6 separate regions of the Mus musculus genome follow, and regions 1, 2, 4, 5 and 6 are each linked to region 3. The links are chromatin contacts, called in public HiChIP or PLAC-seq and promoter capture Hi-C maps. All regions are on one chromosome and are shown on one strand. Each heading gives the region's core, a stretch centred on a gene start, on an enhancer-like site or on the middle of the called end of the contact. The rest is flanking DNA. Distances are from core to core; before and after follow the strand shown. Region 1 holds the start of Ifi35 (interferon-induced protein 35). Region 2 holds the start of Zfp385c (zinc finger protein 385C). Region 3 holds the start of Atp6v0a1 (ATPase, H+ transporting, lysosomal V0 subunit A1). Region 4 holds the start of Rnd2 (Rho family GTPase 2). Region 5 holds the start of Rundc1 (RUN domain containing 1). Region 6 holds the start of Cntd1 (cyclin N-terminal domain containing 1).

Region 1 (4,000 bases), core at 1,176-3,675, 440 kb after region 3:
TCCATCCAGTAGCTGACTGTGAGCATCCACTTCTGTGTTTGCTAGGCCCCGGCATAGTCTCACAAGAGACAGCTATATCTGGGTCCTTTCAGCAAAATCTTGCTAGTGTATGCAATGGTGTCAGCGTTTGGAAGCTGATTATGGGATGGATCCCTGGATATGGCAGTCTCTAGATGGTCTATCCTTTCGTCACAGCTCCAAACTGTGTCTCTGTAACTCCTTCCATGGGTGTTTTGTTCCCAATTCTAAGAAGGCACAGTGTCCACACTTTGGTCTTCGTTCTTGAGTTTCTTGCGTTTATGTTCCTGGCATTTTCAATGAGAAACACAAGTGTCCTCAGAAGCAGGGAGTTTGCAACCAGCCTGGTCTACTGCAGTTGGTAGACAGAGCCAGTCTATATGATAGGTTTCAGACAGCCAGGGTGATAGTGAAACCTTGCTGTGAAGCCACTCCCACCCCTTACCACATGGACACATTCAGAAAATACAAGTATGTGGATGGTACTCAGGCAGGCAGGTGGATCTCTGAGGCTGAGGCCAGCCAGTGTTGCATTGTGGCACCATCTCTGAAGCATAAGGGAACAACTTCAGGTGCTGGCTAGTGCAGGGTTAAGGAGTTTTGTCCAGGGTACTTTCTGTCTTGTCAGTGCTAAATGACTCAGTGAAAGATTCATTAAGAGAAATCCTGGGGGCTGGTGAGATGGCTCAGTGGGTAAGAGCACCCGACTGCTCTTACGAAGGTCCAGAGTTGAAATCCCAGCAACCACATGGTGGCTCACAACCATCCGTAACAAGATCTGACTCCCTCTTCTGGTGTGTCTGAAGACAGCTACAGTGTACTTACAAATAATAATAAATAAATCTTTAAAAAAAAAAAAGAAATCCTGAGGCTGGAGACACTGGTGGTTCAACAGTTCAGAACTCTGCACTTAGCCAGGCAAGGTGGCGCACGTCTTTAATCCCAGCACTCGGGAGGCAGAGGCAGGCGGATTTCTGAGTCCGAGGCCAGCCTGGTCTACAAAGTGAGTTTCAGGGCAGCCAGGCCTATACAGAGAAACCCTGTCTCGAAAAAAAAAAAAAAAAAAAGCACTGACTTCTTTCAGAGGCTCTGAGTTCAAATCCCAGCAACCACATGGTGGCTCACAACTATCTGTAATTAGAATCTGATTCACAACTCTGGTGTGTTTCTGAGGACGGCTACTGAGTGCTCATATAAATAAAAGGGGGCTGGTGAGATGGCTCAGTGGGTAAGAGCACCCGACTGCTCTTCCAAAGGTCCAGAGTTCAAATCCCAGCAACCACATGGTGGCTCACAACCATCCTTAATGAGATCTGATGCCCTCTTCTGGTGTGTCTGAAGACAGCTACAGTGTACTTACATATAATAAATAATAAATAAATCTTAAAAAAAAAAAAATAAATAAAAAATAAATAAATAAATAAATAAAAGGGCTTTTTAGTTGGGCTGGTGAGATGGCTCAGTGGATAAAAGCACTGACTGCGCCAGACAGTGGTGGCTCAACGCCATTAATCCCAGCACTTGGGAGGCAGAGGCAGGCGAGTTTCGGAGTTCCAGGCCAGCCTGGTCTACAAGACAGCATGGTTACAGGACAGCCAAGGCTACACAGATAAAACCCCTGTCTCGGAAACAATAAAACCAACAAAAAGCACTGACTGCTCTTCCGAAGGTCCTGAGTACAATTCCCAGCAACCACGTGGTGACTCGAAACCATCTGCAATGTGATCTGACTCCCTGGTCTGGAGTGTCTGATGACAGCTACAGTGTACTTACACATAATAAATAAATCTTTTTTAAAAGAAAAAGGTTACCAATAGCCATGTGGATACTGGGAGTTGAACCTGGGTCCTCTGGTACTCAACAGCTGAACCCTTTATATTTTGGGTTTTGGAGGTAGGATTTCTCTGTGTACCTGTGGCTGCCCTGAAAAATCACTCTGTAGACTAGGCTTGACTGGTCACAGAGATCCACCTGCCTCTTTGAACGCTGGCATCAAAGATGTGCCGCCGCCACTTGACTCACAGGTTTTTTTTGTTTTGTTTTTTTTTTTTGGTTTTTTGGAGACAGTTTCTCTGCATAGCCCTGGCTGTCCTGGAACTCACTTTGTAGACCAGGTTGGCCTCGAACTCAGAAATCCGCCTGCCTCTGCCTCCAGGGTGACTCACAGTTCTTTAATCACAGCTTTTTGGAGGCAAAAGCAGACAGATCTCAAGGGTGTGAAGCCAGCTAGAGCTGCAGTACTGAGAGCCTGTCTGTCTGGAAGTCTTAAAAATCCTACCATGGTTTATGCTAGAACTGGCTGCCTGGGAAAGTCTTCCCTTTGCGGTCCCAGGAGCACATGCCTGACTGGGTAGTTAGATTTGATGACTTGGAAGGCTCCGCCCAAGGGTGGGGCTGTATGCTCAGAAGCAGAATTCACAGAAATGAAAGTGGAAGTGAGGCCGGCAAGCAAGCAACAGCAGTGGAAGTGTGTTTCAGACGCTGCTGGAGGCTGAGGAGACCAGAGCCACCTCTGAGGGGTCAAAGAGTTTAGTCCTTCAGAACTCTTCACTGCCAACCCTGCTCTGAAGCCCCAGCTTCTGCCAGACGTGAGAGCCATGTCTGTGACCCTGCAAACTGTAAGTACGGGAGCAGGGGAGCATTTGTCGCATGTGGGGAGGGGCGGGAACACAGTGTTCTAGGCTTAGACCTGCTCGGCTCAAGCCTGCTAAGGGTGGAAGAGAAGTAGAGCGCTTAGGGTACCTTGGTCTGTGGATCTTGTCATTTACCTATTGTCAAAACCAGGACTCTGACACCTAAAGTAAGGACCTTGATCATTCTTTTTGGTTTTTCGAGACGGGGTTTCTCTGTTTAGCCCTGGCTGTCCTGGAACTCACTCTGGAGACCAGGCTGGCCTCGAACTCAGAAATCTGCCTGCCTGTGCCTCCCAAGTGCTGGGATTAAAGGTGTGCGCCACCACTGCCCGGCCTTGATCTTTCTTTATGTGGATGTATGCTTCAGGGTTGTAGAGAGCTGTAAGCATCAAAGGTTTCTGGCTATTCTAAACAGCAAAGGGAATACTCTGAGGTACTTCCCAGCCAAAAACTCCTCCCCTCAGAATGCCATGTCAACCTGACCATTGGTCCTCTCTGGGACAGGTGGTCTTTCTAAGTGCCTCTGACTGAGGCCACCTCAGATAGGCTAGGTTGAGCTGTGAAGTCTGCCTGCCAACAGCCAGTGAGGCCTCAGGAGGAAGCACAGTGGGCAGCCACCTTCGAGGAGGGATCCAATGCAGCTTGTCCTCAGCAGCTCTGCCTCCCCTTGTTAGTCTTCTGGCACGGAAAACTTCCATTTATCTCCCAGATACAATAAAAAAAGGGAGCGATTTGGAGCCAAATAAGGAAAAAGCAATATTGAAGAGCCAACCTGCCTGGTTTCAGATCCTAGTTTCTTCAGACATGTTGCACTGGACCAAACATTAGCTTTTCTAAAGTTGACAGTCTAATCCCTTCACTTACTATGTAGGGATATTACACTTCTTCACAAAGATACCTAGAGGGAAGGCTAGAGAGCTAGCTCAGTCTATAAACTGCTTACCTTAAGAGTATGAGAAGAGGGGCTGGAGAGATGGCTCAGTGGTTAAGAGCACTAAATGCTCTTCCAGAGGTCCTGAGTTCAATTCCCAGCAACCACATGTAATGGGATCCGATGCCCTCTTCTGATGTGCCTGAGAAAAGCAACAGTGTACTCACATACATAAAATAAACAAATCTTTAAAAAAAAAAAAAAAAAGCACGAGGAGAAATTCAGTACTTAAGAACTGAGATAACCAGGCTGGTGAGATGGCTCAGTGGTTAAGAGCACTGATTGCTCTACCGAAGGTCCTGAGTTCAAATCCCAGCAACCACATGGTGGCTCACAACCATCTGTAAAAAGATATGACTCCCTCTTCTGGTGTGTTTGAAGACAGCTACAGCGTACTTACATATAATAAATAAATAAA
Region 2 (3,980 bases), core at 131-2,630, 320 kb before region 3:
TTCAAGTAAGGAAGCAAGGACAGAGGTCGAGGACTCAGTGCTAACCCACCCCAAGGTCTCTTGCCCTACAGCTCACTGCCTCCCAGCAAGAAGCTATCCCAGAAGCAGAAAGGATGGTAGGAAATGAGCAAGGGCCAATGAGATGGCTTCGATAAAGACGCTTGCTGCCAGGCCTGAGGATCTGAGTTCAATTCCCCAGTATCCATATACATGGTGGACCTCGAGAGTTGTCTCTAGCAAGTTGTCCTCCAACCTCCACCCACATGCCATGGCATGTAGATCTCTCTCTCTCTCTCTCTCTCTCTCTCTCTCTCTCACACACACACACACACACACACTTGAACATAACACACACACACACACACACACACACACACACACACACACTTGAACATAATACACGAGGAAGAATTTCCTGACAATGATGGTGTGTGTGGGAGGAGATCGTGGAATGCTGGATCTAGACAGTCATGAAAAACATGAAAAAAATCCCCTGCCCTAATCGTCTCTTCAGTCTGTCCAAAGGTTGGGGATGATCTCTGGAAGGTTCCTGGAGTCTTGACTGGGACTAGGTAGCACCCTCCCTCCCTCTGTTCCACACCCCGGGGGTCTTTACTTAAGTGGCTCACAAGGTCCCAAATTGCCTCTCTTTTCTGACTCAGGAATCTTGGCATCACAGCTGAGTTATCTCAGATCAGGTCTCCCAGAAAACCCTCCCTGGAGTTCTGGGAGGCAGAGTCTCATCCTAAAGCCCAAATCCCACATAAGAGGGCACAGTCATCCCAGGCCTGCCTTCATTCTCAGGGTCTGACTCTAAGACACTAGGCAGGATGGACCTGCTGATCCTGGGCCCTCTGGATTCTGGCATTTCCTCATTCCCCACCTCCTCTCGCCATCTATAGCCAAGTGCAAATGATGCAGATGACCCAGGGACACCAGAAAACCCAAGTCCCACGCTGATAGGCAACAGCTGTCACTCACTTGCTCCCAGAACAGAAACCCTTCGGTTCACTCCATTACTCCGAACTGCGAATATATTGCCCTGGGACACACAAAGGGTACTTGGGGTGACGAAGTTCACCTGCTGCCCTTCGGAACATTGTAGTGTCTGCTGCCCGTTGCTGCTTTCCGCAGCCCTTGGACTCTGGCATTATCCCGTAGAGCCAGCGGCTCCCTCCAACTTCCTTAGAGTTTTATCGCACCCGCCTACCGAGCCTAGTTGTCTCTGGGTGTCCCCTAGGTTTGAGACGGGCAGGAGACAGAAGGCTCTGCCTTGTCTTTCCGAGCTGACCTCGAGATCCTCAGAGTGTCTTACCTGCAGGAAAGAGATGCAGCCGGCGGTGGCCACCTGCTCTCGCCTGGTTTGCAGCGCAAAAGCTCTGGGCTCGCGGGCCGGGGCTGGCGGGCTGGGGGCGGGGACGAGCTGGGAGGGGCGGGGTCTCCAGTCCCACCCCAGTCCTGAAGGTGAGGAGTCGGTAAGCATTTTGAGGTTGTTGAGTATAGAGCAGAGAAACAGGGCCACTGGGAGTTCCGGTTTCTTTTCTTTTATCTCTTCCTTTCCCTTCTCTCCCCGTCTCATTTGAAATAGGGTCTTATGTAGCCCAGGACTACCTTGAGCTCTTGGTCCTCTAGCCTCCACCCTCTAAATGCTAGGATTACATACATGCATGTACCACCAATCATGCTTGCTCACGTATGTGTGGGCTCTCTCTTTCCTCCCTTCTTTTTCTTTCTTTCTCCCTTCCTTCCTTCCTTTTGTCATCATCATTGTCATGTTTCTCCTCCCCCACTGCCTCTTCCTCCTCATTTGTTTTTCCCAAGGCTAGGAAGGCTGCACTCAGGCCACATTTGAATTCAACTAGCACCAGTTTTTCTTCAGCTTCCTAAGTGCCAGGAGCACTGGCAACGAACCTACACTTGACTCTCGGAGGGTTAGAAAACCTGAGTCCTCCTGACCTTATACAATTCTATCTGACAGCCTGGTCCAGATGTTCACAAGCCTGGCTCCGCCAGAAGACCCCCCACCCCCCAGCCCAAAGCAGCAACAAGAACAGATTTGCCTGAGTCTCCCTCCCCTCAGTCTGAGGGTCTCACAAAATTGAAGATGGGTGGAGACACCCTTACCCCACCCCCTCCCTAACTCCTGCCTAAAGGTCAGCAATATAAAGACCCAGTGATTAGAGAGACATTAGGCATCCATCTTTTTCCTCTCTCCTGGCAACACAGGGCCCTCCTCCAAACCCCAAACCCCCCTGGCAGGTCCCTCAGCTGTCACTGTTTAGCACTGGAATGACAGGCGTCCAGACTCCGTGAGTCCAGCCACATTCAAGGCCACTGAGCTTAGCACTCTGCCCCCGCCCCCTCCTCCATCAGTCGCTAATTTTATTGACCTGTAAAAGGCACGTTCCTGGCTGGTGGTTGGGGGGGGATGACTCCTGAAGGGACCAAGGACACTCTGAGAAAGAGTTACCCTAGTTAAGATGGCTGCCCAAAAGAGTGGCTGTGAATTTTTAGCTTTAGCCAGAAAAGACTGGGAGAAGAGAGAATCAATTCTTTTCTATGCACTTTGAGGCAGGGCAAGAATGAAGCAGAAGAGATACAGGTTGGATAACAGGAAGAACTGTCATCCTTCTGTGGAATCTGCCCTAACCCTTCCATCCCTCCCCCCCCCCAAAGGTGGCTTGTGCCTGCTGGGCCTCTTACTACAGAAATAGCCCTTTCCCTGAAGAATCAACCTAGATCTTGCCTCTATTAAAATCAGAACAAAAAAAAATTAGGCCTCTCTGATTCTCCCTGCTCCATGCCTACCTGACTCCAGCCCTCCAATACTGGCTCTCGGATGCTTTTTCTCAAGTGAGAAGGGGGGACAAGGGGGGGGGTTGAAGAGTTAGAACCTGTCACAGGGTGGCAAGGAGACAAGGACTTTACATTCTTAAAGAGCCTCAAATTGAAGCTTTTTAGATCTAGGAATGAAACCCAGAGCCGCTTCTGTGATGGGTGTGTTCTCGGCCTGTGAACCCTGTCTTGGGCACCTCAGATTTATCCTGCTGGTGATCTACATGAGAACTTGGCAGACACAGAAGACATTTTTCCTTTCATTTCTTTTTTCTTTCTTTTTTCTTCCTTCCTTCCTTTCTTTTCTTTTTTCTTTCTTTCTTTTTTTTTTTTTTTTTTTTGAGACAACCCCAGGCGGACCTCAAACATACAATGTAGCCAAGGATGGCTTTAAACTTATCTTAGCTACAGTTATTATTCATTGTGTGTGCATGTGTGTGCCGGAGTGTGTGTGTGTGTTTGTGTGTGTGTGTGTGTGTGTGTGTGTGTGTGCTGGAGTATTTATGACTGCACTAGGATGCATGGGAGGAGGTCAGAGAAACAAGTTGGTGGCCCTCACCTTCCCCCAAGTTGGTCCTGGGGGATTGAACTCAGTCAGTCAGGCCTGTAGGCAATACTTTACCCAGTGAACGATCTCATCAGAGCATCCTCCTGTCTCTACCCCTCCAGTGTTTAGAATCCAGGTAGGCACTCGCCATGCTGGCTTTATGCAGTTCTGGACATCAAACCCTGGGCTTTGTACACTGTAGGCTGAGCTCTGACAACTCAGCTAGTCCAAAGGGTAATATTTTAACATTAAAATTTACTCAAGCAGGTAAGTGTGCAAAGAGGGGTAGAAGATAGGCCTTACAGTGGAAACAAAGACATCTGCGAGGGTGCGTTCATCTCTTGACTAGGAGGAGGCATGGCACACTAATGAAGCTTATTTTCCATCAATTACACTTCAAAATAAAAACCGTTACATATTCTCTACTACACCTTTAATTTATGAAGAGCCTCAAAAACAAAAACAAAACCTACAAGGTGCTTGGGCAAGGGAGGGATGTTGTAGTTCTTAGAACATCATGGCATAATAATTCTCCTGCGTTCATCTTCCAACTCCATCCAATGTGTTTAAGATCTCTGCAGCAGAATAAAGGGGTACC
Region 3 (3,998 bases), core at 455-2,954:
GTATCATCTAACAGACAGAAATGCCCTCTCTGACCATAAAGAAAGGTGGAGGATAGAAAAATAGACATGAATCCCAAACCATAGACATTTGAAATTAGTGAGAGGCAAGATGGCCAAGATTAGAGCACGGAAAGAAAATAGATGAACACTGGGGAAAGATGTCTAGCAGGAGATGAAAGGAAGAAGAAGAAGAAGAAGAAGAAGAAGAAGAAGAAGAAGAAGAAGAAGAAGAAGAAGAAGAAGAAGAAGAAAGTCTTAGCTTAACAGGTTAAAGTATTTCAGACAAGCCTGATGCCCAAGTTCAATTCCTGGGTAACTCGGGGTTAAAGAGAACCAACTCCCACTAAGTTGTTCTCTGACCTCCATAATAACTATTATTATTATTATTATTATTATTATTATTGGACCTCTAAGAGGATGTACTTTCAGGGAAACCACGGCGTGGGGTGTAGAAACAACTCAAGTGAACTATAGTCCGGGATAGGCTTTCTTACAGGTAGTGTATGAAACACTTGTTTGCGGTTAGGAAGCAGCTGACTCTGAGGTTAGCTTTTTTTTTCTAAGTCTACGAGGAAGGAAGTGACAGTCATTGTGAAATACTTGGCAGGATTTCAATTGTGGGTCCCTGCCTGTAGAAGGAGCTTCAGAATGTGAAAACCGTAAAGCCTAGGTCTCAGAAATGCTGCTTCTCGAGAGAATTGTAATGAAGCAATACCTTCAATTACCATGTGCAGTAGAAAAATTCAAATAAAATGTTCACTGTGTCCATCATTTTGTTCGGGCTCACAAAACACGTTTTGTAATACTTCTGCCAAGCAGATAAAAATTATCAGTACAAGTTGCTTTTTTTTTTTTTTTTAAATCCGAAATACCTCCTTCACTACACTTGAATCTCAATGAGTTCCGCCACCCACAGAGACTGACTGACCAGTTCTCCAAGTTCCTCCTGATGTTTCTGCTGACTCCCTACTCTTCTTTAATTGGGGGGAAAGGACTCTATCAATATTTAGAAAAGGAGCTTTAAAAAAAAAAGGTAGGTATTATTTTGCATTCAAAAGATATATGAGGAACTGAAAACTCCTACGTGGTCAGATGGGTTCACAGAAACCTAGTAAGCAAGATAAAAATAATTACTTTGTCAACATGTGGTCTTCCGGGGATTTTTTTTTTTTTTCCAATTTGGATAAGTGTAAATCCTAGGTAGCTGCTGGAAGAATGAATCCGATACTTTGTAAGTGGACGAGATCCTATGTCTCTAATATAGGACTTATCTTAAGTCGCTCTCCAGTCTGGGGCTCAAATATTTTCAGAGGTCTAAGAACGACATAGGATGCGTATACGTAAAGAAGACTAGCTTTGAGGCTCCCTTCAAGCTCTCAGATCATTCTATAATGTGCCCATTTCTTTCATGCTGCTTTCTCCAAGAAAAAGTTGTGAATTGGTTCTCTGGAAAGTAGAGATGGCAGGTAACCTTGCTCCGAGGATAATAGAGAGAAAGGATTCTGATGGGCTCAAAAGGCAAACACTTCAAAAGTCACACGCCCAGCCCAGATGACTTCCAAACTGGGATAGAAATCACAACGCCGGAACAAAGATGGCGACTGCACACCAGGACTCGCCCGAGCCCCATAGACTCTGCACTGCGGCAGCAGGGGAGAGGCAGCATCCTATTGGTCAACTGAGATGAAATCATCTCGGGGGCGGGACTCGACGGTGGCGTGGGGGCGGAGCCTTGCTTGCGTACGCTGGTCGGCGACTCTGCTCAGCCTGAGCCGGGGTCGCTTTGCTGCGGCGGCTGCGGTCGCGGCGGCGGCGGAGCCGGCGAGAGGTGAGCTGGGGTTGTAGAAAGAGCGCTTCCCCGAGTGGCTTTCGAGGGGACGTGGAGCGCACTCGGATACCTCGGATGCTTGTCAGAAGAATTAGCCAGGATCTTAGGTCTCTGAGAAAAATATGGGGGGCTCATCTCCCTCTTCGGACACCCTTCCTGTGGGCAGAGGAACTGGAGGGCCACTGCTCAGGAATGACCCGGGAGAGGAGGAGGCGAAAGGACAGAAGAGATCGGATAGGCAGAGTGATCTGGGGGGATTTCTTAAAGGGTCTTACAATTTGGGGATTTCTTCCCTAACCAGGAGACAGGTTATGCCTGGTCCAGAAAATTTCTGCGCTCTCACTGTGCAGCTTAGAAACGAAGAGGTGAACGACAAATGCTCCCTGCTAGAAAGGGAGGATTGGAGAATCCGAGCGAGAGTCCTCCTGGGAGGACCTTGGGTTTGGATCACCCTTTTGCAGAATTACTTTCTTCGTACTTCATTTCGCGACCCCTGGAAACCGCTTTTCCAAATTCGTATTGTGTTTGGTTTCAGTGGGGGTAGAGATAGTCTTGGAGAGGCCTGTAATCATGAAGGAACAGGAGGAGGGCGGTAACTCACTGGAGGCTGTCAGCCCTGTCAGCCCTGTCAGCTATGCCTGTCAGACATGATTTCATTTATTTTGAGGTTGTGGCATCTATCCTCGTTCAAGGTGGAAAGGACTGGTTATAGCTTATGTGGGTGATTCATATTCTTAAGTCAACCCACATAATCTCTTGAGAAATGCTTGCTTTTAGTCGAGTGTGTTATTTTGCTCTCCTTGAACACCTAATGCCGAAAGGATTTGTTTTTCGGGTTCCTCAAAATGTCTTCCTGCCTTCCCGAAGGGCAAATCTTCTCGGAAACATCAGTCTTATCTATCGATTAACATGGAATTTGCATGACGTTACGACATTAAAAGTGATGCAGTGCATGATGATCTGTTGAGGATAGATACTGCAGATGCTGCTGTACCGAAGCTGAGCGGGGAGCTTATCGCGAATAAATAATTGCATTTTCAGTACCACTGATAGCGCCAGCTGCTGACCTGAACGGAAGCCTTCAGGCTCCTAGGAGAGACTTGACAGATAGAAGAAGGCAGTTGTCTTTGAGGATGGGGATGAGTCGCAGGAAGCTGCAGAGGTGGAAGGCTTTTCCTCCGGCTTGTTAAAAGTGCTTTGTCATTACCAACGTTTTCCTGTCATGCCTGAATTGAAATTAAGCTGTGTGGGCTCCTTTGTCTTTTTTTAAAATGATGTTAATATGTTGGAGTTCCTTAGAAGAGGAATACTGTTTTCCCAGGAGTTTGGAAGCTTGATCCTTTTAGCCATAGCTTTCAGATAGTGCTGGACATTTTAGATGTTGGAAGTGGGCATTGTCAGTGAGAGGGGAAGCAGTCACAGCTAGTCACATCTTTTATATAAGAGGGTAGTTAAAATCTCTTTTATTGTTTCCTGCTCACAAAAAACCCAAGAAACAAAATGAAATAACAAAGAAGAGGGTTTTAGCAGGAAAGTTTGTGTCAAGTGTGAAAAAGCAAACAGTAGCAACAAAAAAGCTCTGGGCATGTTGGTGTATCCCTGTAATCCCAGCTCTAAAGAGCTGGAGGCAGTGCCATTGGTGGTGGCTCACTATGCCAGCACTCAGAGGTAGAGAGACAAGTGGGTGAGTTTCAGGTCAGCCTGGTCTACAGAGTGAGTTCCAGGTCAGCCAAGGCTACACAGAGGAAATCCTGTATGGGGGAAAAAAAGAAAAACAAAAACAGATGGGAGGCAGGAGGATCAGGAGTTCAAAGCCAGCCTTCACTAATATTGAGTTTGAGGCAGGCTGTGGGTTATATAAGACACTGTCTCAAACAAAATAAAACCAGACCCCCAGGTAGTGTGAGCCTCATATTAAAGAGCTTTTGGGGTTCTCGGTTCCTGTCCTTATTCTGCATATATTCTTTTGTATTGTGTTGCTCCAAAACACTGTCAGTCCATCCTGATTCCTTGCATTGCTTACAAAGGAAATGACTCTTAGTCTAGGCTCTCTCGTCTGGGATTTAGTAACTGCTTTTGGCAATTTCTCTTTTGCACCTTTCTGAGCCAGATAGCAAGAGTGTTAAGACTTCCCCTTGGGGCATGCAAGATAAGAATCTCACCTAGGGTA
Region 4 (4,069 bases), core at 194-2,693, 460 kb after region 3:
CCGGCTTACTCACTATGTTCTTGCAGTGGCAAACTACAAGCATGAGAACCTCTAAGACAGGGTCTCACCATGTAGCCAGGTCTGGCCTGGAGCCTAGAAGGTGCCATGAATACAAGGCTGGCTCTGCCTCCGGAGTTCTGTGGTTAAAATGACATGTGCCACCACCTCCCTTTTCTTTCACACTCTCTTTTCCTTTTGTTGGAATTGAGGATAGAACCCAGAGCCTCATGAATGTAGCTCTACTCCCGAGTTACATCTCTAACTTAAACTTAACAGTTTTGGGTGTTAATGCTGTGTGTCTGTTTACTTTTTGTAAAACAGCGATGAGATTGTGTGCTTTAGTTACCTTTACACGGTTATTCAAAACGAGATAACATTAAAATGAACATCTTCGACTTAAAGAAGAGTTTTGTTTGTTTTGAGACAGGATTTCTCTATTTAGACCTGGTTGACCTGGAACTCATTATATAGACTAGAGTGGCCTCAAACTCAGGGAGATCTGCCTGCTTCTGCCTCATGAGTGCTAAGACTGAAGGCGTGCAGCACCATGCCCGGCTAAAGAAGGATTTTTTTCACTTATGTATGCATGTATGTATGTATGTGTATTTATTTGTTCATTCATTCATTCATTCATTCACTTTACATCCCGATCACAGCCCTCCAAGCCCCTTTCTCCATCCTCTTCTAGGCAAAAGATGTCATGCAAATGGCGGTTTGCTTATTGCTAGTCTGAGATGAGGCTGAAATTGGCTTTGGGGCTTAGCTCTGGCCCAGCTTAGCTGTCAAAGGATTCTAGCTTCCTTAGCCTTCCCTTTGCTCTTTCTACCAAAACATCCACCAGAGGACGCAAAAGCTCCCCTAAAACTTTCCACTCAGTACTTGGCTAGAGGAACTTAGTCCATGCTTCTAGGTTGGTCACAGGCCTAGATCCCGCCACCCGTCGTTATGGAGATAGAAAGCTATGATGTCACTAATGTAGGGTGGGAGTGCTAAGGTCCGTACTTCCATTTCCCTAAGCTCTGTCTGGACCCGAGAGTGGAGGAGGGAGACAAAAATCAAAAATCCTCCCTTTCCTAACATCTCACGCCCCCCTGTGTTCGGGAAATAGATTGCTGCCGCCGCGCGTGTCCGCCGCACTAGCACACCTGCGTGCACGCGTGGGCACACAGAAGGCTCAGGCCTTGCGCCCGTGTATGGAGCTTCGCAGCTGACCCTTCAGAACTTCGCCCTCGGTCAGCCCAGCCTCCATGCCCGAGGAACTCAAATAAACGGGGCTCGCTGGCCACAAACCCTCAGGCGCTCCTGGGGTCACAGCTGCGCGCTAGAGTCTAACTCGGGTCCCCCTCCCCTCCTCCCAGGCCCCGCCCCGTCCCGAACCCCGCCCCTCGGCTGTGCGGGTGGGAGGCGGGGCCAGAGGTGCGGCCCGCGGGCTAGGGGCGGGGCGGAGGGGGCCCGCAGCCCCGGGCGGGGGCTCGGCGCGGGCCCGCGAGATGCCGGTGTCGGCGGCCCGAGAGGCTGCAGCTGCAGCGGCGGGGGAGGAGGCGGCAGAAGCGGCGGCTGTGCCCGGGAGGGGGGCGGCGTGGGGGGCCGGCGCGTAGCCGGGACCATGGAGGGGCAGAGTGGCCGCTGCAAGATCGTAGTGGTGGGGGACGCGGAGTGCGGCAAGACAGCGTTGCTGCAGGTGTTCGCCAAGGACGCCTACCCCGGGGTGAGGAATTGGCGTCTGGAGAGAGGGGCACCGAGGCTGCGGGGAGTGGGTTATAGGGGCCCCGGGGGCCGCTGGAAACCGGTACCAGGGTAACCAGGGAGGAGAGAAAGAGGCTCAGAGGAAGGGAAGGAGGCGTTGGGGGGTCTGAAAGGACTGCAGAGGATTGGAGTGGAAGGAATCAAGGAACGCGGTGAAATGGATGGGGCTTAGGAGCATCAGAGGATCCGGAAGGGCGCTCCGGGAGAATGACTGAGGTCCCGGGCATCCGAGAGAGAAAAAACTAGGGGCTAAAGGGACCCGGGAAGGGGGGTTATCTGAGAGTCTAGCTAGGAGGTGGAGGCAGTAGCTCCCCGGATCTTCCCTTAGCCCAGCCTCAGACCAACTTCTGTCTAGGGACTGAGCTGGACCGGGTGTCGAGGGAGGAGGGCAGTTGTCAGGGTGAGTGAGTACTGGAGAGCAGCTCTCTCTCATTTTGACCCATCCGTGTCTGCAGAGTTATGTCCCCACGGTGTTTGAGAACTACACTGCCAGCTTCGAGATCGACAAGCGCCGCATTGAGCTCAACATGTGGGATACTTCAGGTAGCCAAGTCCCTCGGGGTCACCCTGACGGCGGCCAAGGTCCCTTCCTCTAGCCCCTCCCTTGGCCAGAACCTGAGATTCCAGGTCAGCTCAGACATCCATCCAGTTTTAGAGCAGAACATCAGTTTCTCTTTTGAGCCAGGGAAACTGAGGCAGAGTTTCTTAGGCCTGACAGAAACCACGTAGGAAGTCTAATATCGGCCCTGCAGCTGGGTTCTGCTTACCCAAGGAACTTGGAAAGAAATGATTTATTTTGGAACATGTTTCTTAGGAAATAGGACTGGGTTTAGGAAAGCTATTTAGAATTACTGGGGTGGGGGAAGGTGGTGGAAAGTAGTTTTTTTTTTTTTTTTTTTTCTTCCTCTAGACTGAACTAGAGTCCCAGGAGAACAGGAGCACTGGCTCCCTGTCCTTGCTCCAACCTCATGGGAAGGGTTTTTATTTTTACTCCGTTCCCTGGAGGACTTTAGAAGATGTGTCATCAAAGCCCAGAAAGCACGCACAAAATTTGTCAGAATGGTGGTAGATTTTCTGAGATTCTTAAAGGGCTTCCAAACTCCAGAAGATTACAGATTATCAGTGTGAGATCAGAGGAACCCATAAGCCATTTCCCACTGCTTCTGCTCCTCTCTGCCTACTCTTTTTTTTTTTTTTTTTTAAGTTTTATTTATTCATTTATTTATTTATTACATGTAAGTACACTGTAGCTGTCCTCAGACCCTCCAGAAGAGGGAGTCAGATTTCATTACAGATGGCTGTGAGCCACCATGTGGTTGCTGGGATTTGAACTTCAGACCTTCGGAAGGAAGAGCAGTCGGGTGCTCTTACCCACTGAGCCATCTCACCAGCCCCTCTGCCTACTCTTGAGACACACTTTGTGACGGGTATTTGCTTTTTATCCCTTGACCAGGGTCACTTGAGTCCCTTACCCGCTTCCAGGCCAGCTGCCCCCTCAGATTGCCTTATCTGTTTGCCTTCTTTCTTTCTTCCAGGTTCCTCTTACTATGACAATGTCCGGCCTCTGGCCTACCCGGATTCTGATGCTGTGCTTATCTGCTTTGACATTAGCCGGCCAGAAACACTGGACAGTGTCCTCAAGAAGGTGGGAGTCTGGGGAAACTACAAAGGAGAGTAGGCGTGAAGGGCATGAACCCAGAGGAGGGAGTAACAGTAGTGGCTGAAGTTGTCATCCCTCTGCTCCAGCCTCCTTGCCTTTCACCTGCAAGTCTGTCTCTGAGCTGGAAGTGGTCCTGGGGCCTTGGGGTCTGTTTAGCTGCCTTCCCTATCTCCTTGGCGGTGGCAGGGCTGCAGATTCCGAGGGCTTTAGAAAGCCCTGAGGCTGGCTGTCAGGCTATTGTTTCCATAAGAAAAGTCCCGGGTTAAAGCACTAGAGTCGGTCAGGGAGTCCTCGATTCCCAGGGAGGAGAGGGTGTGGTTGGTCTGTTCTCTGGACAAAGTAAGGGAAAGGGGAGTGCGAGTGTGCAGACTGCAGGCTGATAGAAAACCCCGGAGTCCTCACTGAAATCCTCTTCTCCCCAGCTTCCACACTCCACAGCTTCCCTACCCAAGACCAGCTTTCCACATCATTTCTTACCGAGGAGGTTTAGAAGGATATGTGACATCTGTATGCATGGAGCAAAGCTTTTCCCTCTATCCCTCTCCACCCCTCTATAACTCTATCTTCCACCTCCAACCAGTGGCAAGGAGAGACTCAGGAGTTTTGCCCCAATGCCAAGGTGGTGCTGGTTGGCTGTAAGCTGGACATGCGGACTGACCTGGC
Region 5 (4,292 bases), core at 1,684-4,183, 420 kb after region 3:
AGAGTTCTACCCTCCAAGGGCTGATGGACTGGGGTGGTCAACACAAAGCATCCTAGGATTCAACCAAGCAAGATGTCTGAGTAGCAGTGAGCTGGGAATTGAAACTGAGTCCTATGGAAGAGTAACCACTGCTCTTAAAAACTGGGCCTCTCTAGCTGGGTGTGGTGGCATACTCCTTTAAACCCAGCACTCTGGCTGGAGGCAAAGGTAGGTGGATTTCCAAGTTTGAGTCCAACCTGGTCTACAAATTGTGTTCTAGGATAGCCAGGGCTGTTACAGAGAGAAACCCTATCTTGAAAAAACAAAAAACAAAAACCGAGAGAGAGAGAGAGAGAGAGAGAGAGAGAGAGAATCCTAAAACAAAACAAAACTAGGTCATCTCTCCGGTCTCATAGTTTATAATTAAAATATTAAAATATTTATTTATTTATTTGGAAGGAGCATGTCACTTTACACACAAATGGATGTTACATTTGTGGGGTTTGGCTCTCTCCTTCCAGGATGTGGGACCTGAGCCTCAAACTCAGATCAGTAGCAAGCACCTTTACCTGCTGGGCCATCTCACTGGCCCCATAATCTACATGCTTTTAATGTCAGCAACAAATAAAAAAAATTACAAATGTCAATAGCCAGTCAATATAATTTTTAAGAATTATTTATTTTATCTTATGTGTATGAATGTTTTGCCTGAATGTATCTGTGTGTACCATGTGCCCATGAAGACAGAAGAAGGTGTTAGCTCTCTTCGAACTCAAGTTACAGATGGTTGTGGGCCACCACAGTGGGAACTGCCCATTGAACTTAGGTTCTACAAGAGCAACCAGTGCTCTTAACAGTCATATGTCCAGAATAATTTTTAACTGTGAAAAAAAACCCTACTAAATAAATGTAAAATCAAGATTCAGTTAGCAGATGGCCAACTTTCAGCTTTTAGAGGAGTAGCTGCTATCAAAGGGTCTTAAGTGTGAGAAAGACAAAGTCAAGGTTATGTTTAACAGAGCCCACTGAAAGCGATGGAAAGAGTGGCTAAGAAATGAGACAGAAGGGCTGGAGAGATGGCTCAGCGGTTAAGAGCACTGGCTGCTCTTTTGAAGGTCCTGAGTTCAATTCCCCGTAACCACATGGTGGTTCACAACCATCTGTAATGAGATCAGATGCCCTCTTCTGGTGTTTATGAAGACAGCTACAGTGTACTCATATAAATAAAATAAATCTTTAAAACAAACAAACAAAAAAGAAATGAGACAGAAAATAGGCAACGATAATAATACCTGTAATGTCATACACATGCTTGCAATATCAATGTTCAGGAGGCTGAGGCAGAGGGATGGCAAGTTCAAGGCCAGCCTGAGCAACAACAAAAGAGCTTGACTCAAAAACAAAAGCGAACAGACAAAAACCTACTTCCCCCAACAAACCCTGGTGGTTGCTGTCTAGACTAGGAGGAAATATATAGATTTCAGAATAAATAGAATATCAAATACACACGACCCAGAGGACTCCCTAAAATAGTGACTGGAAAGAAGCCAAACACAGCTCCAGATATAACTCTGATGCTTGGGTGCACAGAGAGAATGCTCAGATGAAGGGAGAGCACAGGAGTAGACCACTCCTGCACACACACTCACCTTTATATCCTCCTTTGTGAGCCTAGGCCAGGCCACCTTCTCCTTCCATTTCCTCACAAAGCAAGTAATGGAGCGACCAGAACGCTTATCCTGGGAGTCCTGTCAGACAGATAGCCTTATTTTTAGGATAAACTTCCAGTCTCCTTGCTTGGCCAGCCTTTCTTGTTCAGATATGACTATCCTTACCCTGCCCTCACCTTGGAGTTCACCTTGGCATAGAATTCAATCTCGTTATACAGCTCCACTCCATCACCATTCCTGCAGCTAAAGTTACAGTAAAGAGACATAGGAAGTGACAGGATAAGTTCTTGAGACACCAGGAGGATAGGAACGGTTCTTGAGACCCCAGGCCAGTCCACAGGGGAAGACTACTACCTGAACACGACGCGGTGGTCCTCAATGAGCACACTGACGTCGGTGCTGTCCTCAACGCAAAACTCCATGAAAACATATTTGGGTCTGTCGTACCACAGAGTCCGGGCAGGCTGCCTGAAGAGGTTGGAGGTGGGGCTTGGTAGGGGTGGGCAAGACTGAAGGCAATATGGAAAGGTGGAGGGAGGAGACAGTAGAGTCGTACGTGGTGCCACTGAACCAGACAGAGGGGAGTAGTGGGAGTGGGCAGAGGTGGCGAGAATAAACCCAGAGAGCCAAGGGAAGTAAGGAGTTAGAAAATACGTTCAGATCTCACCACCCCCTCTCACCCACAGTCACAGAGACGTGGAGTCTGGGGTGCTGGTGGGCAGACTCAGCGGCTTCTACAAATGTGGGAGAGGAAATCTGCAGGAAAACGGACAGGGGAATATGTAGGACCTGTATGATGGCGGCCTGAAACTCACCGTTCCATGGTGACTCCAGCTGCCCCGTGGCTTTTGGAGTCCCAAGAAAAGGCCTCTATCTTTAGATTCTAGGAGGCTCCTAGCAGCTGCCTCTCCTTATATGGTAGGAGGAAGGGTTGCGAGGGAGGGAAAGAAAGTTGGCTTGACAGCAAGAGTGATTTGGACTCCAGAAGGACACCGGGAGCGTTTTCTACATCTCGGGGTCTCCAGAAATAAACATATCAGAAATACAATATCTACTCTCTATCCAGGGAAAGGGCTACTCTAGCCCCTATATGCAGGAAGTTACTTGTTCTCGGTTTCATTCACTTGTTCCTCCAACTCAAAGTGTCTAATTCACAAAATGCATTAAAGTCCCGAGGGGGCGGGCCCTCCCGAGATTGGAGGAGTGCAAGACCCGCCCACCACTCGTCCAGGCTTCCCTGCCAGAGCCCGTTGCCATGGCAGCAAGGGGGCGCCACTGACGTGCGGGCGGCGTTTCCGGGAAGATGGCGACGGTGGAAGTGGCTACGGAGCTAGGAACTGTGGTGACCGCTGTCGGGCCTAAGGCGAAGGACGAGGAAGAAGAAGAAGAGGAGGAGGAGTCGCTGCCACCATGCGAGACTGTGCGCTGGGCTCCCGTGGGGGCAGTGGCCGAGGCCGGTCCTGGGGCGGCGACGTTCTCGGAGGCGGCGGCAGCCGAAGAGCCTGGAGCGGCTCCGGGCTCTCCATCCGACGCGACTGTCCGCACGCTGAGGCGGCTGGAAGCCGAGCGGCGGCAGCTGGATTCGGCCCTGCTCGCGCTGTCCTCGCACTTCGCGCAGGTGCAGTTCCGTCTGCGCCAGGTAGTGCGCGGGGCGCCGGCGGAGCAGCAGCGTCTCCTGCGCGAGCTCGAAGACTTTGCCTTCCGCGGCTGTCCTCACGTCCTGGGTTACGAGGGGCTGGCAGACCCTTGTGGCGGTGACGAAAGCGATGTGCTGCCGGGGGACCGGCCACGGGTGCGGGGTGAGGACCAGGTGAGTGTCTGCCGCTAGTTCCGGATGCGGATGAAGATGATGCAGGCGGGGAGTTTGTGGGTGGTGATGCTGACACGGACCGAGGTAGAAAGGGTGAGGAGCGACCGAGCTGGAAGTACTATAGGCACGTGTATGCAAGATAGAGAGAAGAGTCAGGAAGATGCAGAAAGACATATGGCGAGCCTTAAAGAGTATTGAAAAGGCAGTTGGTAATGGAAGCCGTGCTGCCTCTGTCGACTTTGAGGTACTTGAGTGTGTATTTGTGTCACTCTCTCTACCCTGAAGTATATACCCTGAGCACTTATTGATAGAATGAACATTGGGAACGGGAGAAGTGTTAAGTGAAAGGGAAGTGAATTGGAATCCATGGAAATTGAAATTAATGCCCCGTGCTTTTTTTGGCATATAGATAGGCTGTGATCTTTATGCTGTCTTATCTCAGTGACGGCTTTGGTGAACAGACACCATCCCTTGGCAGTGGAAAGAAACACACCTGACTATAAGGATGTCCTGACAGTGTTTTCAGACTGCTCTGCCATCCTGGTTAATAACGGGGTTCTCTGAACGGGGCCTTCTGACTGACCAGTGCGTTCTTCAGTACACCGAAGAAGCAAGGAAATTCTGTAAACCACAACGCGGGAAGATTCCTTACAAACTTTGAACGTCTGGAAGCTGGAAGTTTTGAGACAGGCCGCCTTTTCCGCTTCCTGTTGTGCAGATTGCAGTCCACATGTGGCTTTCTTCCCACTCAAAATGGTTTAGCCAAGAAAACTTATTGGTAGGAGATAGTGACTTATGCTGATCTGAAGTGTTTCCAGTTCCTTCCTTCTCAT
Region 6 (4,385 bases), core at 645-3,144, 270 kb after region 3:
CAGATGCTTGCGGAAGGCCAACTTCCAGCTGGGAGAGTGGAGGGGCTGTGCTCCTGCCACCAAAGTCAACAGCAACCAATAAAAATACTGAGGAGAAAGGCTGTGGGTCTGTATCTGTCATGCCTTAGGGACGGGGTGGGGGACAAAGACTTGTGAAGCAGGCAAGAAGGGTGAGGAACTCGAAGCCATTCTCCTCTCACAATGGAAGGCAGGATGGAAGCGGCCCAGCTTTCTGGCTTTTTGCCACCAGGTCATGAGGAAACTACATGACCAAATGATCCAATGGCCAAGGCATGATCCCCTCCAGACCCCACCCTAGGCCTGTATAGGCAGGTACCAGTAAATGTTAAAAGAATGAAGTTACTCCTTGCTCATCCTTCACCTACCAAGCTAGAGACAGGAAAAGGCCCGTGCCATTAAGAGTCTGTTCTTGAAGGCAGAGAACAGAAGAGTGACCTTCTTCTACCCCCTAAGACCTGGGTCAGTCTCAAACAGTCCAGTAATCTCTCCCTTAAATCAGGTGGAAAGATCTCACGGAAAAAGTAATTCTAGTTAAACATTTACAGCTCCCTGGGGCAATGCCACCGCTGCAGCTAGTGCCAGGGAGCTTTCCAGCGTGAAGTGCCATATGTCTCTCTGCCCCCACACACTAGCTTGGCTTCGGGAGACATGACTCATTTTATTACTTTAACTTGACCCTATCTTTCCCACTTTAAGGTTCCAACGCTGCAGTTAAGCCACACCCTCCCCCTTAAGAGTCGGGGCCCCTGGGAGGTGAAGGGGTAAACCACAAAGTTTGGGTAAAGGCAAGGTTGCATACCTCTCAAACAAGGAAATAAAAAGGGCTGAGTAACTGGACAAACTGCACGTGAAGTGAGCAATCCCCCCCTTGGCAGCGGCCAAATGCATAGTCTCTGGCTTCTTGGGCTCAATCACACAGTCCGACGTTAGTGTGCCAGTGATGCTGTAAGACCACCAGGCATCATTCAACATATACAGGGGATCCAGCAGTTTGAAGATGGTCCATACAGTTAGGGTCCCGAAGCTCGCTCTCTCTCAAGAGCACGGGCTCGGGCAGCTTTGGCTTCATCTTCCAGCTCATCAAGGAAACGCTCTTGGGCCACCGAGTAGAAGGTGTAACCATCTGACGGAGTGGGTTCAGGAAACCACAAAGCACATGGGCATTCCTTTCGTCTAGCCACCCTTGCTGTTTTCCCAAATTAATGATTTTGGATTGCCACCCTTTTGCTCCTTTTGAACCCTTAACCAATTGTTATTACTAAGCCAATACGCGCTGCGTATATATAGTAAGATTAGGCATGAACCTCATTTGCCCGCACATTAAAAGCTACACGTCTTGTTCCCTTTTCCCTAACCCCATATGCGGTATAGCCAGGACGGATACAAATAGCTAACACCAGGGCCCCGATGCCCAGGCCGGTCATGATGTTCCGGGTCCGCCGCTGTGGCAGTGTTTTCTGCCACTGGGCAAGTTGCACCTGCCGCATAAACTGCAACTGCGCTGGGGTCAATTTCTCCCGCGACGGGTCGATGCGCTGAGCGAATGGAGCATTTCCATTCTTAGCATTCAGAGGGTCACCAGCTCCAGGGGCCGCCATGTTGCTGCTCCGCCCTAAGCCGTCAAGCCCGGAACTCGCCAGGAATTGTAGTCTTTGACTTCAGCAAGGAACTCTGGGAGCTGTAGTCCACGTGGAGTTTTCTGGGTAGAGGCAGGGTCTCTCCGCCCTAGAGGAGGGACAGGAAAGGTGAAAAGCGCCCTGCTTTCTGATTGGCTGAGCTCTCTGTGTCAGTTGGGGCGCGAAAAGCTGTTGACCGTTCGAAGCCGTGGTGGACATTATGTTTTTTCTCAGATTCGAAGCGAGGGCAAACATATAGAAAGGGAAGGAAGAATCCAAGGTGTGGCAGAAGATTCTGGAAATAAGCTAAGGAGGCCAGTTTATGGATCCCGTAAACTGTCCAAGTACTCCGAAAGACTTATGAATATGGAAGGACCCTTGAGGCCCAGGCTGGTGAACTGTAGTGACTTTCAGTTCGGAGTGGTTACCACAGAGACTATCGAAAACGCCCTGCTTCACTTGGCCCAGCAGAACGAGCAAGCCGTGAAGGAGGCTGCGGGACGGACGGGCAGCTTCAGGGAGACCCGGATCGTGGGTGTGGATGCAGAGTGGGGAGTCAGGTTTACGGGAGGCAGGGGAGCGTTGATCTTTGTTTTTCACTCAAATATTTTGCTAGTACTCTTGTTGTGCGAGGTCGTGGGGCTTATAAGCGATGAACGAGGCTTACTAGCACTCTTTTTTTTATTTCTTAACCCCCACTTCCCTGCACCACTCCCCACGTGCCTTTTTTTATTTTTATTTTTAAAGACAAAGTCTCACTGTGGAGTCATGACCTGGAACACTCTCTGTAGCTTAGGCTGGCCTGGAATTGACAGATGTTCTGACTCCCAGATGCTGGGATTAAAAGCACACGGCATCATGGGGAGTCCCCCCCCTTTTAAAATTAATGTATGTCTGTATGAGGGTATCCAATCACCTGAAACTGAGGTTATAGACAGCTGTGAGCTGCCATATGGGTGCTGGGAATTGAACCCTGGTCCTCTAGAAGGGTAGCCAGTGCTTCTAACTGCTTGAGCCATCTCTCCACCACCAGCCCCCTTTACTCTTCTTTCCATAAACGTGTTTAGAGTGCTTATCATTTACATTGCCTGGTATAGAAAGAGGGAACTGCAATCTAGCCATTGCTCTCAAACTATGTAGTCTTTAGGTGGGAATTGTTAACATATGAGCAAGTGGATACAAATAACGGTTAGAGTGATTGACACAGAGAATACAAGCTACTATGAGAATTTAAAGGAGTGGTAAGATGAGGTCCAGGGATTGAATGATACCATGAATAAAACTTGGGAAAACAAGAGGGAGGCTGGGAGCGGAGGGTTTAGTTGTCCAGGTTGACCAGAGCATATGGAGAAGCAATAGAGAGTAAGGCCAGGAAAGTAGTTTGGAGACATTCCAAGCAGAGGTCTGAATGTCTGTCAGGGGAGAGAACTTTATACTTGTTTTAGCAGGAAAAAAGAAGAATTGAGAATTATAGGCAGTTGTGAGCCACCTGATGTGGGTGCTGGGAATTGAACCCAGGTTTTCTGGAAGACCTGCCAGTGCTCTTAACTGCTAAGCCATCTCTGCTGAGCGAAGCCACTGAAATGTAAATGAGGGGGCCAATGTGGCTGTCATTTTCCCCCTGGTAAAAATGATTTTGTATGTGGTCTAAAGGCTGGAGTTGAGTTGGGAGGTGAGCTAGGGGAGCCTGTGTGTAGTCAGAGTGATGACAGAGAGGAAGGCAAGAGTGGATTTAAAACAGCTCAGAGGCAAAATCTAAAAATCTGAGTTTTTCGTTTAAGAGATGAAGATGGGAAAGATGACTGTCAAAGGGCTGAGCCTCAGAGACTGGCAGCCTCGTGGTGCCATTTGGAGCAGCACTTACACACAGTGCAAGAATAAGGAAATGTGATGTTTGTTTGGGGGCAGTTGTTTTGATTTGGATCTACTAAGTTTAAGATCTGTGAAGAACACCCAGAAGAAGGTTAATAGCAGACTGTTTTAGAACTAGCAAGAAAGGCTTTTAAATCATTCCCATGATACGCCCAGGAGGAGGGAAGAGAAGCAGGTCATTGACAATTCCTTGGGAAACATTTAGTGCTCAGGGAACTGGAACGAGGAAGAGGCAGAGCTAAAGAGTCAATGCAATGAGCTGCAAATGGTGGCTCGGCAGTGACCCAGGACAGGACGGATGTCGGCAGGCAAACGCACTGCACTTGCTACTTTTACAGAGGACCCAGGTTTAGTTTCCAGCATCCACACAGGCAGGCTCACAACCACCTGTAACTCTACTTCCAGGGGACCCAACGTGCTCTTTGCAAGAATGTAGTGTATTCTCTCTCTCTCTCTCTCTCTCTCTCTCTCTCTCTCTCTCTCTGTCTGTCTCTCTCTCTCTGTCTCTCTCTCTCTCTCTCTCTCTCTCTCTCTCTCCTCCCCCCCCCCCCCACACACACACTAAGAGCCTGGAGAAAAAGCTCAGTACTTGAGAGTTTGTGCTGCTCTTCCAGGGGACCCAAGTTCACTTCCCTGCACCCACAGGAGGCAGTTCACAACTGCCTCTAACTCCAGCTCCAGGGGCTTCAACAGCTACCGAAAATTGCTACGAACGTGCACCCACCCCCTACCTCCACACTCACAAAATTTTAAAAAATATTTAAAAAAGTAAAATAATAAAACCCCACCACCAATGTTGGGGAGATAATTTTGAAGCCAGCAGGAGTGTTGTGGACAGACAGTGGTCTGCGGTTTCAGGTGCTTTCAGGGTATCCA

The links. Promoter capture Hi-C pulls out the DNA fragments that hold promoters and counts their contacts. HiChIP or PLAC-seq counts read pairs in DNA pulled down with a chosen protein or histone mark. Capture Hi-C pulls out chosen DNA fragments and counts their contacts.
Region 1: an H3K4me3 HiChIP or PLAC-seq map of the 230-238 cell line shows a contact between it and region 3, with 11 read pairs. The contact joins the promoter of Ifi35 here to the promoter of Atp6v0a1 in region 3. A contact is called at or near these places in 3 of 39 promoter capture datasets (liver and pre-B cells), 1 of 484 Hi-C or Micro-C datasets (B cells), 4 of 115 datasets of contacts at active chromatin or transcription factors (the 230-238 cell line, bone marrow-derived macrophages, memory CD8 T cells and 1 more) and 1 of 9 other capture datasets (pancreatic islet).
Region 2: a contact with region 3 is called in a promoter capture Hi-C map of adipose tissue. The contact joins the promoter of Zfp385c here to the promoter of Atp6v0a1 in region 3. A contact is called at or near these places in 9 of 39 promoter capture datasets (the 3T3-L1 cell line, the C10 cell line, the SN4741 cell line and 4 more), 3 of 115 datasets of contacts at active chromatin or transcription factors (embryonic stem cells, forebrain and pancreatic cancer cells) and 3 of 9 other capture datasets (adipose tissue, liver and macrophages).
Region 4: a FOXA1 HiChIP or PLAC-seq map of pancreatic cancer cells shows a contact between it and region 3. The contact joins the promoter of Rnd2 here to the promoter of Atp6v0a1 in region 3. A contact is called at or near these places in 1 of 39 promoter capture datasets (fetal liver), 1 of 484 Hi-C or Micro-C datasets (embryonic stem cells), 2 of 115 datasets of contacts at active chromatin or transcription factors (bone marrow-derived macrophages and pancreatic cancer cells) and 2 of 9 other capture datasets (adipose tissue and pancreatic islet).
Region 5: a contact with region 3 is called in a promoter capture Hi-C map of liver. The contact joins the promoter of Rundc1 here to the promoter of Atp6v0a1 in region 3. A contact is called at or near these places in 3 of 39 promoter capture datasets (cranial neural crest, liver and maxillary cranial neural crest), 2 of 115 datasets of contacts at active chromatin or transcription factors (cardiomyocytes and pancreatic cancer cells) and 2 of 9 other capture datasets (adipose tissue and pancreatic islet).
Region 6: a contact with region 3 is called in a promoter capture Hi-C map of pancreatic islet. The contact joins the promoter of Cntd1 here to the promoter of Atp6v0a1 in region 3. A contact is called at or near these places in 3 of 115 datasets of contacts at active chromatin or transcription factors (bone marrow-derived macrophages, embryonic stem cells and pancreatic cancer cells) and 4 of 9 other capture datasets (adipose tissue, liver, macrophages and 1 more).

The regions. Positions count from the first base shown.
Region 1 is chr11:101,445,987-101,449,986 of GRCm38.p6, forward strand. It overlaps Ifi35 (interferon-induced protein 35), which reads left to right and starts at 2,426. Exons shown (of 7, transcript NM_027320.4): 1 at 2,426-2,636. The coding sequence starts at 2,616.
Region 2 is chr11:100,691,086-100,695,065 of GRCm38.p6, forward strand. Zfp385c (zinc finger protein 385C) reads right to left here and starts at 1,381. Exons shown (of 9, transcript NM_001373887.1): 1 at 1,316-1,381. All of the region lies in intron 4 of Gm38483 (a long non-coding RNA gene), which reads left to right. It overlaps Dhx58 (DEXH (Asp-Glu-X-His) box polypeptide 58), which reads right to left. Exons shown (of 13, transcript NM_030150.2): 13 at 3,799-3,980.
Region 3 is chr11:101,007,737-101,011,734 of GRCm38.p6, forward strand. Atp6v0a1 (ATPase, H+ transporting, lysosomal V0 subunit A1) reads left to right here and starts at 1,705. Exons shown (of 22, transcript NM_016920.4): 1 at 1,705-1,828.
Region 4 is chr11:101,466,732-101,470,800 of GRCm38.p6, forward strand. It overlaps Rnd2 (Rho family GTPase 2), which reads left to right and starts at 1,444. Exons shown (of 5, transcript NM_009708.2): 1 at 1,444-1,708; 2 at 2,202-2,289; 3 at 3,282-3,391; 4 at 3,987-4,069. The coding sequence starts at 1,607.
Region 5 is chr11:101,422,152-101,426,443 of GRCm38.p6, forward strand. It overlaps Rundc1 (RUN domain containing 1), which reads left to right and starts at 2,934. Exons shown (of 5, transcript NM_172566.4): 1 at 2,934-3,459. The coding sequence starts at 2,953. It overlaps Ptges3l (prostaglandin E synthase 3 like), which reads right to left and starts at 3,177. Exons shown (of 7, transcript NM_001357574.1): 1 at 2,465-3,177; 2 at 2,004-2,117; 3 at 1,826-1,892; 4 at 1,629-1,727. The coding sequence starts at 2,472.
Region 6 is chr11:101,277,309-101,281,693 of GRCm38.p6, forward strand. It overlaps Cntd1 (cyclin N-terminal domain containing 1), which reads left to right and starts at 1,895. Exons shown (of 7, transcript NM_026562.2): 1 at 1,895-2,172. The coding sequence starts at 1,998. It overlaps Coa3 (cytochrome C oxidase assembly factor 3), which reads right to left and starts at 1,640. Exons shown (of 2, transcript NM_026618.2): 1 at 1,406-1,640; 2 at 662-1,144. The coding sequence starts at 1,619. The coding sequence ends at 1,032. Wnk4 (WNK lysine deficient protein kinase 4) reads left to right here. Exons shown (of 19, transcript NM_175638.3): 19 at 1-101.